Linked DNA regions of Anas platyrhynchos: all the other regions are linked to region 1. Evidence: chromatin contacts called from public Hi-C data. All regions are on one chromosome and are shown on one strand. The core of a region is the stretch at or near the end of the contact, and the rest is flanking DNA. Distances in the headings are between cores, read along the strand shown.

Evidence for each region. A called contact is a pair of places that touch in the nucleus more often than the background predicts.
Region 2: a Hi-C map of skeletal muscle shows a contact between it and region 1, with 8 times the contacts expected there. The contact joins two enhancer-like sites. A contact is called at or near these places in 3 of 8 Hi-C or Micro-C datasets (liver, skeletal muscle and subcutaneous adipose tissue).
Region 3: a contact with region 1 is called in a Hi-C map of subcutaneous adipose tissue, with 2.7 times the contacts expected there. The contact joins two enhancer-like sites. A contact is called at or near these places in 5 of 8 Hi-C or Micro-C datasets (F1 follicle, liver, skeletal muscle and 2 more).

What each region holds. Positions count from the first base shown.
Region 1 is chr2:13,737,006-13,740,996 of IASCAAS_PekinDuck_T2T, forward strand. The region is part of intron 1 of COLEC10 (collectin subfamily member 10); the gene reads right to left. Among named protein-coding and RNA genes, the nearest start is that of COLEC10, 5.5 kb to the right of the region's middle. Within about 2 kb of position 1,741, at least 1 of the 8 cell types and tissues checked has an H3K27ac peak or open chromatin away from gene starts, as enhancers often do. A contact at or near this core is called in subcutaneous adipose tissue, where this site is marked.
Region 2 is chr2:13,632,562-13,636,775 of IASCAAS_PekinDuck_T2T, forward strand. No RefSeq gene overlaps it. Among named protein-coding and RNA genes, the nearest start is that of CCN3, 16 kb to the right of the region's middle. Within about 2 kb of position 2,575, at least 2 of the 8 cell types and tissues checked have an H3K27ac peak or open chromatin away from gene starts, as enhancers often do.
Region 3 is chr2:13,849,333-13,853,527 of IASCAAS_PekinDuck_T2T, forward strand. No RefSeq gene overlaps it. Among named protein-coding and RNA genes, the nearest start is that of SAMD12, 52 kb to the right of the region's middle. Within about 2 kb of position 1,724, at least 2 of the 8 cell types and tissues checked have an H3K27ac peak or open chromatin away from gene starts, as enhancers often do. A contact at or near this core is called in subcutaneous adipose tissue, where this site is marked.

The DNA.
Region 1 (3,991 bases), core at 491-2,990:
AAGCATCTCTCCTTTTCTTCTGGGACCTCATATAGATGGGGCATCCCCCTGTACCAGCCACTTCTTTTGTAGTCTGACAGAAAGGGAAATCTAACTTCTGGTTGTGTTCTGGAGTGAGTTTTTGAATTTTTGTACCACTGTGCTTTATGCTACATGAATTGTCTTACAGAAATAAATAAAATCTGATCCTGACCTCATATGCCTGATATGGTTGTGGATGAAGCACTGGGAGCCAGTAGCTGAAGCATAGCCATTTCTCTACCTGTTCATATTCCTGCAAGCTGATTCACTTCTTCTGTGTGACAGATTTAAATTATCAGAATATTTAAGTTAATACATGAAACAATAAGATGCTAGACTCTTCCAGCTTGGGACTGTGCAAGACAGAACAAAAGAGGAAATGATAAGCAGTAAATGGCTTCTGCAGCCATTAGAAAACTGTAACTGTAATTGAGCGAGAGAAAGCCCAGTCCTTTCTTCTCCTATAAACAAGCTCAGGGAAATGCTGAAGGTCTAATAATCAGCAGGATTTTTAGGCAGTTGAAAGGATCTCTGCCTCTTTAGAAGTTTCACTGAACAATGCAATGTTGAGAGGTTACATTTGGTAAGAATGCAATTAGCAAGAATTTACTGACCTTCGGGTGATTTATATTTCCTTCCTCAGCCTTTTGTTGGCAGTTTATCTGGTTTGTATTCATGAGCGGAGGAAGTTTTCAGGTTAAATTGTTCACATATGTTTAGTGGCTCCCCAAGCCTCACGATCGGGGGCTGACCCCGGATCTTGGAGAATCACACTGTAATCCCCAGGGATTGCAGAGGCCACGCTTATCTGGAGATGCAGCCCTAATCTGGGCGAGAGCAGATCTGCAGGCTGTGTGGGGTCTAAAGCTGGGAGGGGTCTTCTAACAGGGTTTAGGCATGTTTTTCTCCAGGAACACTTAGTAACCAGCCTCTTCACTCACAGCTCTGATGAGACACCCTGGCTCCACACAGGGTTTTACTGAGACATCTCTCCAGGTGTTCTGACAAGCCATGGCCTCAGGTCAGCTGCAATTCCTGTCTCCTGACCAAAAATACTCCATAAATGTTAATGTTTCTTAAGCCTCTCCTTTACAGTGAATCAATTAAATGCTTCCTCTGAAGAAAAAGAAGGACAAAGCCTATTCTCAGTAGAGCCCTCCCAACAGTCCCAGGTTCAGCTCCCTTAGCCTGCAGGCTCAGCATGCTTCACAGCCCCGGGTACCTTCCTCCACGATCCCTGGGCATGCCCCCCATTTCAGCTGATAGAAGCTCTGCCTTTGGTGGGCTAAAGCACAGTTCTCCTCCTACATCAGATAGTCTGAACAGAAAAAAGGACACACCATGTACAGTCTGCAGCCTACTGACTCTGAGCCTTTGCAGCACTTGGATGCGTACTCTCTCTGTTGAGAAGTTTGGTCACCAGAGGGAGTCGCAGACTCCAAGAAACAAATAAATAAATAAATAACCAACACCAAAACAGTTTGTCTTTCCATTGTACAAGCATGTCACAGTTACGTCAATGGAAAGACTGAAGATTTCCTCTAATTTCACTTTCGTTGTCTTTTAGACACTTAGCAAATTTCCCGTAGCTGAGGGGGTTCTTGTTTCCAAGCTGCATGCGATTAGTGAGGACATGATTTCTTGTCCTGCCCTGGAGTAAAATGATATAATCTGGCTGGAATCGATCTGACGTGATGTGCCCTTCCCTGTCTTTCCTCCTCCTGTCTGACCTCAGCACTGACTTGTGTACTTCTGTCCCAATTTGGGTGATTTTGAGCACTCTTCTGACCCTGTGTTTAATGAATTATTGGAATGAAGAGGGAAATACCAGTAAGGCAAATAAAAGTGCACATTTTTAATAAGCTGGAGGACTCTGATGAATATACAGCCGAGCCAGTGCAAGGTGAAGGTAAGATCATGCAGTCTGAATGGTGGAAGAAAAAGATATTGGGCCTCCCCTTTTGGAGAAAAAAAACCAACAGATCAGTCCAGCTGTAGTGTGTAACTTCACCCATAGCCTCTCTTCCAAGTGCCCTGCAGGGAACATGCAAGGCTCCACAGGTTGCATTATGAGAATAGAAGTGTTTTGCTCACAATTTCTTGGTTACTCTTTTCTTTACCCAGCTCCAAGTTAGACAGCAGGGCCCCAGTCACCTTCCCGGGTGAAATGGAAAGAATCTTCAGGAATAAATTGGATTATCTGCTCACTTTTCTGCTTTCCACTTATAAGGAGATATTGTCTTCACTAGAAATACCCACTTCTACTGCATTGCATGAGCCACACTCAGACCCTCACTTGGTTCTGTGAAGCTCCGCTTATCTGGATTACTTGGAAGTGTGGGCCTTTGTGCACAGATGGGACATATATTGTGTCTTTAATAACACAGAAATAATTTAAATTGTTTCTGATTCATCTTTCACTTGATCTGTCCCAATTTAAGCTTCTCCACCTGATCCCTTGCCATTATGATGTGATCTCAAAGACCCATGGGTTACGGTGATTTGGGTGAGGAATCAAACCAACATGAATAAGAAATACAGACCTGATATCTTCTGAATTTGTATTTAAGTGCCCACATATATGCTTTATAACTCAGGCTGATAAACATCAGAAACTTAACATGTGCTAAAATACATGAAGGCTAAAATTCATGACAAAATAGAATTATGTGTTGATTATAAAGGGCTCTTCAGATCAAATGTGAGGTGCTAAGAGGGAAGCTTAGTTGTAGGTTTGAACAGTCTATAGGATGTGGTAAGGCACTTTATATTTTCGGAAGAAAATGTGGATAGCAGCATATCTGGTTTCTGAGAGAGTTTTAGATTTTCCAGGAGTGGAATTGCGTAAGCGCAATTAAAGCTGAGAGATGGACAGCTATACTGGAGACCACAGTAAATGCTATTTTGAGGAGCCAGCCAAAGTCATAGAGTTTATAAACATCATTTGTCAGCAATAATAGTAAGGAAATGCTTTCCATCTGAATTGCTATGGGAAACTCCCAATACTCTTCAGATTTCATCTCATTCCAGTTTCTCAACCTGGGCCTGATTCAAGGCCTTTGAAGTTCCTGTGTCTGGATTTCAAAGGAAGTGATCTGGGACCTGATAGCAAGATAGCAAGACAGCAAAATCTGGAGTCAATGCTCAGACACTCCCCCAAATTCATGTGAAATCAGCTCGAGCCTTGCTCTGCACTTCTGCAATGCCAGCCTTATTCTTCTCCCCCTGCTCAAGCTTTTGTTAGGAGTTTAGTCATCAAAGTTTTGGGCTCTCAGTTTATTTCTGCCCTCATGTTGTTGCTTATTGATTTACTCAGGCTGGAGCATGGATTGACAGCTGGTGCTTTTCCTCTCACAGTGTTTGCTGCTGCCTTCCCATAGTTTCTGGTTCCTCTCTCGGGATCAGCATCCCCCAGCCTATTTCCAGGCTTGGAAGGGTTGAAAGTACGCAATGGGGCCATAACTAATGTTTCTAGTCAAAACACTTGGCTACCCTGGGAAATTCATTGCATTATTTATGCTAGATCTGGTTCTGTTTGTACCCAAGAAGTTAATGGAGTACAGAATTTGGTTTTTACTGTCCTAGTTAGCCAGCTGTGGATAAGCATTACCTAAACTAAATTTTCAGAAGTACTTCACCAAATCAGCCCAGCTAAATCCAATTTCTTCTTAAATGTCTCATGTCAAACACCAAAAATCACTAGTTACAAATGCTGGACACATATATGGGTCCAAAGCATGAATTTGCTTCTTTTTCAGTATTTCAATAAGGGTCACAGAAAATGCTTCTCAGATTTCTATTTTTAACTTCTATACAAGACAATTTGCCATGTACCTAAAAAGCTTTCTCAAGGAGCCAGGACAAGACAGCCATTGCACCAGGGTTCATTAAAAAATTCCCCTCTTTTTGAGAAGTGACCTGAGCATTGCATAGAAAGGGAAACTGGGAGAGGAGGGCCAGCTTTTGCTTT
Region 2 (4,214 bases), core at 1,325-3,824, 100 kb before region 1:
TGGAAAACAGACCTGCAAATGACACACAACAGAGAGAGCCCTGAAGGCTGGAGGACTGGTCCTCACCACTTGTGGCTCAGCTGCCAAAGTAATTTATGTGGAGCATCCCCTCGATGCTTACAGGGCAGTTTGTGAAGATTTCCATGGTCCTTGGAATCCTTTCTACTGTGACAACCGAGATATTTTATTAATATATTTCCATTGTTTCTAGCTTCCCAGGCTCCTATTCTTGTCCTATTCTATTCCTAGAAATGAAATATAGACAACGTCTTCATCTGAAACACAGAGGCATCTTAAAACGACCATGTAAAGGTAGAGGCCCCAGACAGGCCCCAAGAATAGCTCATGCCAAATAAAAGAAAAGGCAAGAGGGTAAAAAGAGGCTATGCAGGAACATAAGGGCTAAGATGTGGCTGAAGTTACAAGTAAAAGAAAGCGCTCCCCACAGTACAAGCTGACAGATTGCACTCCATACGCTGCCTATGTTAATGACTGTCAATCATAGCAAGTAATGTTCTTTATCTAAATGCAGTGAAACTGTCTGAGGTTGTTTTATGTGATTCGTTTGTCCAGAGGCACAAATTCAAGTCTTAACTTCATACTTGTGTAAGAGAATACATATCCTGAAGTTGTAGAAAGTAGATGTGCTTTGAATTGACAGACCTGATGGCAGGTAGGATCCATGTACAGGTCCTGTATTGATGATAATGAGGAGAACCTTGCAAATGAGCTAGCTGTTAACTTCCTTTAACTCCACTCTGCTGGATTTTTGTAGGAAGTGAAGACCTTGGAGTTATAAAACTGGGAGTTAGTAGAGCTCCACCTTTTCCTATGATCACTCAAAGTGGCTGTGGTGTCCACTGACCTCTCTTGTACTTGGTCTATAGTCAAGAAGCACATCTCCACTACAGCCATTCCATCTTCCGTGTGGCTGATCTGGCCTTATTTCAGAGATAATGTGGATTGGTTTGGATTTGGAGATAACGTGGATTGGATATAGCTTGCTTTGCTGTCTGTCTGCAAGGGAAAACCAATTCCTACTGCCTTGGCCCCTGTCATCTTGGCTTGTTGCCATACAGCCTCCACCAGTTGCTATTTTGGATCACCTCTGTTATACCCAGTGCAGCCAATATCCTCCAAGAGGGTTTCTTGGGGTTCACAGTAGTTGTTTTGACCACAGTTTGCAGGTACAATGCAAGTTCCTGGTTGCTTTCTCCCATGGAGATTGTAACATCAAGATTCAGCTCAAAGCATATAAGAAGTGAGAATGATTAGGGAGCCTGTCTGGATTACATCTCACCCATACAGCATTATCTGTGGCATTCCTAGTTTGGGAAGGCTTGAATATGAAATGCTATTGTTTATTATTATTATTTATTAAATTGATTTCATTTTTACTATAGGTGTTTCCTTTCGTGCCAATCATTTTTTCAGGCTGGTTCCCTGATCTCCTGTGCATTAGAGAGGCTCTGTTGACTTTCCACAATGTGCTTTGAAGTAAAGTTCAATCAGGATAAGTCCCTGTGTTGTGCCAGGCTCTAGCTCACTGTTGTCCCTTGTTCTTACGTGCCATCTGCATGCCCTCTGCCCTTGGCTGAAGCTTTCCCTTCCCCACAGGCTTCCTGCACATTCCTTTCTGTGTGGTTACATGAACCTCTCCATCCGAAATCCGGCTGGGTGAGGGATTTTCATTTCATGGAAATACGGGAAGCTACGGTGCCTAATGGCACAAGACCCTGCCAAGTGACATTAATAGGCTTGCACTAAGGTCTAAGAATTTCTTCCAGGAGTTCTTTTCTATGAAATTGAGTTTACCCCAGGCCACAAGACACCATCTGCAAACTGCACGGATCGCAGGGGGCATAAAATGTACATTGGCTGGTGTTGGCTGTGCTGCATGCGGCGTCACATAACTGCAGGGGTGAAGATACCTTTCCAGTGGTAGCACGTTACAAAGGTTGCACGGTTGTTCCCCTTCCCAGCTGCCATACGATATTGTTCTAGTTCCCCGTGGCTCAGCAGGCTGCTACTACAGCTGTGGCTTGAGCAGCTCAGGGTCGCTAATAGGTGGCAAACATGGGCAGGCAGCTCTGTGGGGTACTGAGGGAGCACAGCCCACTTGGCCTGGCACTGTTAGCACCGCGCTGTGCAGTACAGCCCTGAGCTTCAGGGACAGGGTGCTGCGGCCTCCCTTCACCACACTGCTCAGCACACAGGCATGTGAACCTCCTGCACTTAAGAAGTGCCACATCTTCCAGCGGTCACTTCATCTGCTAGCTGTAGAGTGGGGATGATCTGTAAGCCATTCTTCCCTGCCAGGAATCTCAAGAACTCAAAAATGTGTGACGGTGAACATCTAGAAGCTCCCACATTGGACAGTGGTTACCCCCCATGACCTGGTGGCTGTGCAAGCAGCCCTGCTCTTGGCTCTGCAGCATCGTCCTGCATTGCAGCCCTGTTGCAATCCCTCACTTTTTTTTTAAGCCATGGAAACTGAGGCAAACAAAGGCTGAGTAAGTCAACCAGTGCTACACAGCAAGCCTGTGGCAGAACTGGGAACCGAACGCAGACTTTCTGACTCCCAGTCCTGGGCTGGAGCTACCCACTGAACTCTGACGTGGGACGAAGTGAATCTCACCAGAGACTTCAGATAACCACAGTTTAATTTGGTTTCTCTGTGCTCCATACCCTGGGGAGATAGCAGACCTCTGGCCACGAAAGGCAAGTTATTGAGAGATTTACTGTTAATTCCTCCTTATGAGGTCCATCTTGTTATGTTTGGAGTTGCCATAGGTTTCTGTTTGTTTTGTCTGTTTTTTTTTGCATGTGGGGCTTGTGTGTTTTATTAAGCCCTTGGCTAGTATCTTGTGCATGTTTAAGATTTTATAAAGGTTTCTTTCGAGGTTATTCATTATAGCTTTCAAAGGTGGCCTATTCTGCAGGCTTGCTATTGAATGACAATCTTTGACAAACTGGTGTCTCACAGAGGGGAGAAGACTGTTTCTCATATGCTCATAATTAGTATTCCCAAGGGTTCCCTAGCTGCTTTTCATAGCTCCGCATCCACATTGACCTTGAACTTTGAGTGCTCCAGGGCTTCTTGAAGCACAGTCACTGGAGAGGTAGACTAAGAGAGAAACCTCCTTTTATTTTCATCACTTAAAAAAATAGATGACTTCCAAGAGATATCTTGCTAGTACTTTGTATTCTTGACTCTGCCACTGATCTGCTGATGACCATGGGGAAGGCAGTTGAACCCTCTGTTTCACTGGGCCTTTTCTCTCTTGTTTGCTAGTGCTGTGGGCAATGGAAGGTTTTTGGCAACCTTAGTTACTGCTCTGACATTTTTCATGATGTGGTAGTCATGTCTTAAAAAAATTCTTTCAGACATACAAAAGAGAAATAATCGTGTTGGGAAAAAAGTTCTGGAGTGTGTTGAACATTCTATAACAAAGAATATTTTTTTAGTACGAGTATATATTTTGGGGTTCAATGTGCATCAAAACACAACTGAAATTTAGAAAGATTTTTCCTTTGATCTACTTCATGTTAAGCATGCAGTAAAGGTTTTTTGGTTGATTTAAATTTTGGAGGAACTGTTTTTGTTATTTCACTCGTTATACAGAAGCAAGAGCATTGTTTCATTTAGCAGATTTCCTTCCTCTGGAAAATGTTGACTTTCATCCTAACTGCAATTATTAACATTAAACAAGAAATCTTAAAAGGATATGAGTCGATAACAACTGTGAAAAGATTAATATTTCCTCCAAGCTTGAAGACAAATTGCCTACACTCTTTTTGCAGATGTCCCTTTTTTCACTAAAAACAGAGTTCTAAGTAGTGTGTGTAATAGTTTTTCAACTGCCTCCCCCTCGTGGTCAATATGGAAAACATTTGGAAATGTTGAAAAACTGGGTAAAGCTCAGCACTTGCATTTGAATTGAGTCCTTTTAGAAGGAGACTTTCAAATGCTGAACAAATGTGAATTAAGTCGACAACGTATCAGTTCTTTCCAGGAACAAAAACTCCAAGTAACCTTAAATGAGAGTGAAGATACCACAAAGAACTTGATCTGCAACTGCAGCTGGGTTGGTTGAGACTCTGTCTCTCTCAAAACTATGCTCTTGCCTTTTTTCTCCTCTCCCACTTCAGCCAGGCCCAAATGTTACAGCAGAACCTTTTTCTTTTTTCCCTTCTTCACACCAAATGCCCTG
Region 3 (4,195 bases), core at 474-2,973, 110 kb after region 1:
ATACTAATAATGAATAGGGCTTAAAACCCACCCAAATATGGGCAAATGCTTATGTGTCTGGCACCAGGATGCCTTCAGCCTGCCAACCTTCAAGTCAAAGCATGGAGAAGCTAGCATTTCCAAAAAAGAATTCTTACAACCAATTCATTAACATTGGCAAAACAATGTCTTTTTTTCATAATCTTTTTTCTGGGAAATAGCATAACCATTTTTGCTGAAACTTTCCAAAAAAAATTTAAGCAGCGGCAGACACCCAGCATAAAATTTTACAAAGTTATAAATAACTAGAATAGGGATTTATAATTAGAAGCATCAGGCAAACTTACACTATGGAGTAGCATAGTATTAATAACAACCATTTTTATTACTGTAGCCCCAAAAATGCTGCTCAGGGACCACAACTCCAAGTCTAAGAACATGGGATAAGGATATGTCTAAAATATTGTTGTCCCAAAGAACTTATTACTCAAATTTCAGACAACAGAAAACAGATGGGTCCAGACAGATGGGGAGTGCAAGGAAACAAAAAGAAAACACTGGACAGTGTGACTGGCAACTCATCTCAAGGAACCATCAATCTAGGTATTGCCACACCTTTTATAGTTCTTTGGAGGAACTCCATTTGGGGGAAATGGGAACTGATCAGAGGATAATGAGGTAGTGTTGCAGATGCTTGCAGAAGCATCAGGTTGGAATTAAAAAAAAAAAAAAAAAGAAAGAAAAAAAAGCATGGATGCATAGAAATGAAACTAATTGGCCATACTGTGGACACCTGGGCAGATGTCATTTAGCGGTGAGAAAAGGCCAATAGGTAGATGGGGCACAGACTGGAAAGTAAGCACCCAAGAGGTTACCCTAACTGTTGGGATTGTCATTTATGCCTGCCCCTGTGCTCATAGGGGACTGTGTGACTTCAGGACCCTTATACCCCTTTCCTTCTACACTTTTGCTGCCACAAAAAGGAGAAAACACAGACTGCCTGCTTCACTGTTACCTGCATGGGAAGATTATTATCTTCTGAGGACCCTGTTTCTTTGTCCCACGAGGGATTGGTTGAAGGTAAAATAAAGCTAAAGATAGCTGTAATTGAAGAATGTTTTTTGTTGATGTGGGATAGAAGTGACTTTATCAGCTTGCTTTTGAAGCCTGAAACACTCCACCACCCCTAGTGTTGCTCTTCAGCCTCCTCCTCTGCAGCATGGAAGGTGGCTGAAGCCCTGGGCACACCTTTTGTGAAGGTAGGTGGGGTGTCCAAAGCCCTGAAGGTGTGTTCCCTATTCCCAGAAGGAAAACTGCAAAACAGCCAGTGAAAAAACAACATTTTCAACCAAGATGGGGGGGGGTCCTCCCTTCAGACAACCATCCTGGAGCCTTTCCAGCCAGGTTGGCCATACCTACACCCGGGTGTTGCAGCCGTGGGTGTAGCTCAGGCTGTCCTGTGGGGCTCTGAGTGCAGAGACTGATATTTCTGAGTGCAGAGACCGATATTTCAGCAGCTGCTGCAAGAGCCGGGATGCCTGCAAGAGAGTCGATAACCCAGGTAAAGCTGCAAACAGCCGTGGTTCTCTGCACAGGGGGATGAAAAGGACTGAAGGACAGGCTGGCTCGCTCGCAGTCCCAGCGGAGACCAGGGTGCTTTGCTGGCCAGGGCCAGGCAGGGCGATGGGGATTTCTGTGGGATTTGTCCCATGGCGCAGGACGGCGGGCGGCGGGATCGTGCAATGTGAGTGCCATCTGCTGGGCCTGGGAACCCTGCACAGCGCTGCACAGCGCCCAGCTCGCCCGCCATCGCCCCTCGCCTGGCCCTGCCATCGCCCCACATCTCCTGTAGCTTCAGCTACACCCAGGCATCTGACACGGTGGCTCCAGGCCCTGCAGGAGCAGGCGAGGGGCTGCTGAGCAATTCTCACAAGGGCCAGTGGTGTCCTCTGCTGTGAGGGCTGCCCTGGTTCCCCTGGCAGTGCCCTCTGGCCTAGCTCAGTGTTCCCTTCCCACCCACTGGCGTGCCTGGCATTTATCCTGTTCATGGTTTCAGGTGGCTTCAAGCTGATTGCAGAGCTCTGCCTGCAAACCTGCAGCATCTTAAGCACCAGTAATTCAGATTTGAGCAAAATACCTGTAGTGGACGCTGAAGTTTGCCTGTCCCCACATAAAGCATCCCTTGCTCTTTCTGTTGGGTTTATCATTTTTGGCAAGAAGCTAAGTTTTTCCAAAAGCCTAAATCTCCTCTTCAGCAGTTTATTGTCCCAAAGCAGTCATTCGGCAATCCCTGGATTGTGATATGCAGTCTCTCGCTAGCCCTACAAAGCTGACTCAGTGGGTTATACATATTCCCTCTTAACAGCAACCAGCATCTGGGACCCAAGAGGCTGGCCAAGGCAAGTGTGGATCATTGGAGGGGATGGAGCAGTATGAGATAATCTCAGCTGTTTGTTCGCATTGGAAAACTGCTGGAGAAATAACATCACCATTCCACTGCCAGTGGCCTGGTGTGACCTGCTTAGCTGCAAATGCTCATCTTTGGCTCGCACTTTCAGCTTCTCTCCATCACACATTCATAAAGTTTCAGCAGAAAAAGATTCAGACTATTTTCTGATGGATTTTACCATTATCCTCATACTGAGTTCACTGGGAAAAAGAAGTCCTTCAAGAAAGATTGAGGTGAATAATCCATAACTTTCCTTGGCAAGTTGTTCCAAAGACTAATTGCCCTTCCAGTTAAAATTTTATTACTGATTTCTAATTTGCATATGTCTGCCTTTATCTGCAGTTCTGCCTTAGTTCTGACTTTTTTCTTTCTTTTTTTTTTTTTTTTTTATAGTAGTTGGTAGAAACTCAAACATATTTTTCCAGTCTACTTTTTGATTAGCTAAACCGCTTGAGCCCATTACGGTTGTCAGTGTAAGGAATATATCTCTGACTTTGGCAATTTTTTATTCCTTCCAATATCTTCTCTAATTTTTCAGCATCCATTCTGAAATGTGAAGAGTTGATCTGTATGGGTATTCAAGTTTCAGTCTGATCAGGAAGGCTACAAACAGAGAAAAACCCAAGACCCATGACTCTCATGTTGACATATGTATGACCCCATTGGTATGTCGAATAATCATAATGAAAGCCTACACTTGTCTCTTTTCTTGCTTTTCAGCAGTCTTGCTGTTTTTCTGCAACCATTGTCTACATTTCTTCTTCGTGACATATCACTTTCCCTTGATTTTAATAAAAGTCAATTGATTTGAAAGGTGTGGCTTAAGAAACGATCTTTTTTTTGCCTTACAAGCATTACTTTTACTACAAGAAACACCCCATTTGATTGTAATTCCCAATGACAGCTACTTTATGAGATTTGTGGTGGTAATATGTGAAGTCAATATGTGTACATTTCAGGTAGACATGAGCATATTTTCTCTCCTAATTGTCAGAAGCTGAGTGCTGAGACACAGCAGCGGTCTAACAATTTACAGCATATGAGCTTTGATGACTAGCTGTGTGAATGCCCTTAGCTCATAGCCAATATAAGACAAAGCACTTCAACTTAAACCTCAGTAGAAGATGTGCACAACAGTTTGCACATGTGCTTTTAAACCATTGGGAATTCATTCAGGATTTCCTTAACCCATGACAAGTCATTGATTTGTCTGAGTCCTGAGTTAGGGATGTGGTTTCAAAAGCTCTTCCCTTAGCACCTCTCCAGGACTCTGTTTTCCCTGGAACCAACAAAGTACAATAACCAAATAGCAAAAAAAAAATATTAAAATTAGAAAGAGAGTATATTTGAAAATGGGAAAAAAGACTTTGATAACATTCACATCCACATTTCAAGGGAAATGAATTGCATCTGTCTCTTTGGCCATTTTTTTTGGTTAGGTCTGCCAATAACTCCTGTTATCTAGGCAGAGAACATATCTGTATTGTGGCCAGAGATCTTGCTTTTCAAATCCACCCTATCCAGGGAGGCTGCTTGTGCTTTTCAAGCCAGTTTTCTCCAATTTTTCTCTATTGGTGTATTATTTATACACTGTTAGAGGGTTGAACTTTTCTCACATGCTGAAACACACTGAAAAATTGTGACAAAGCTTAACTATTTCCAAGAGAGGTATGTAAAACTGCCTTAGACCAGTTGAGGTGACTTACTTTGTTGGAGTAATGGTGCATACTTCTGGGAATCACACTCCTTCAACTAGGTTGATTTCAG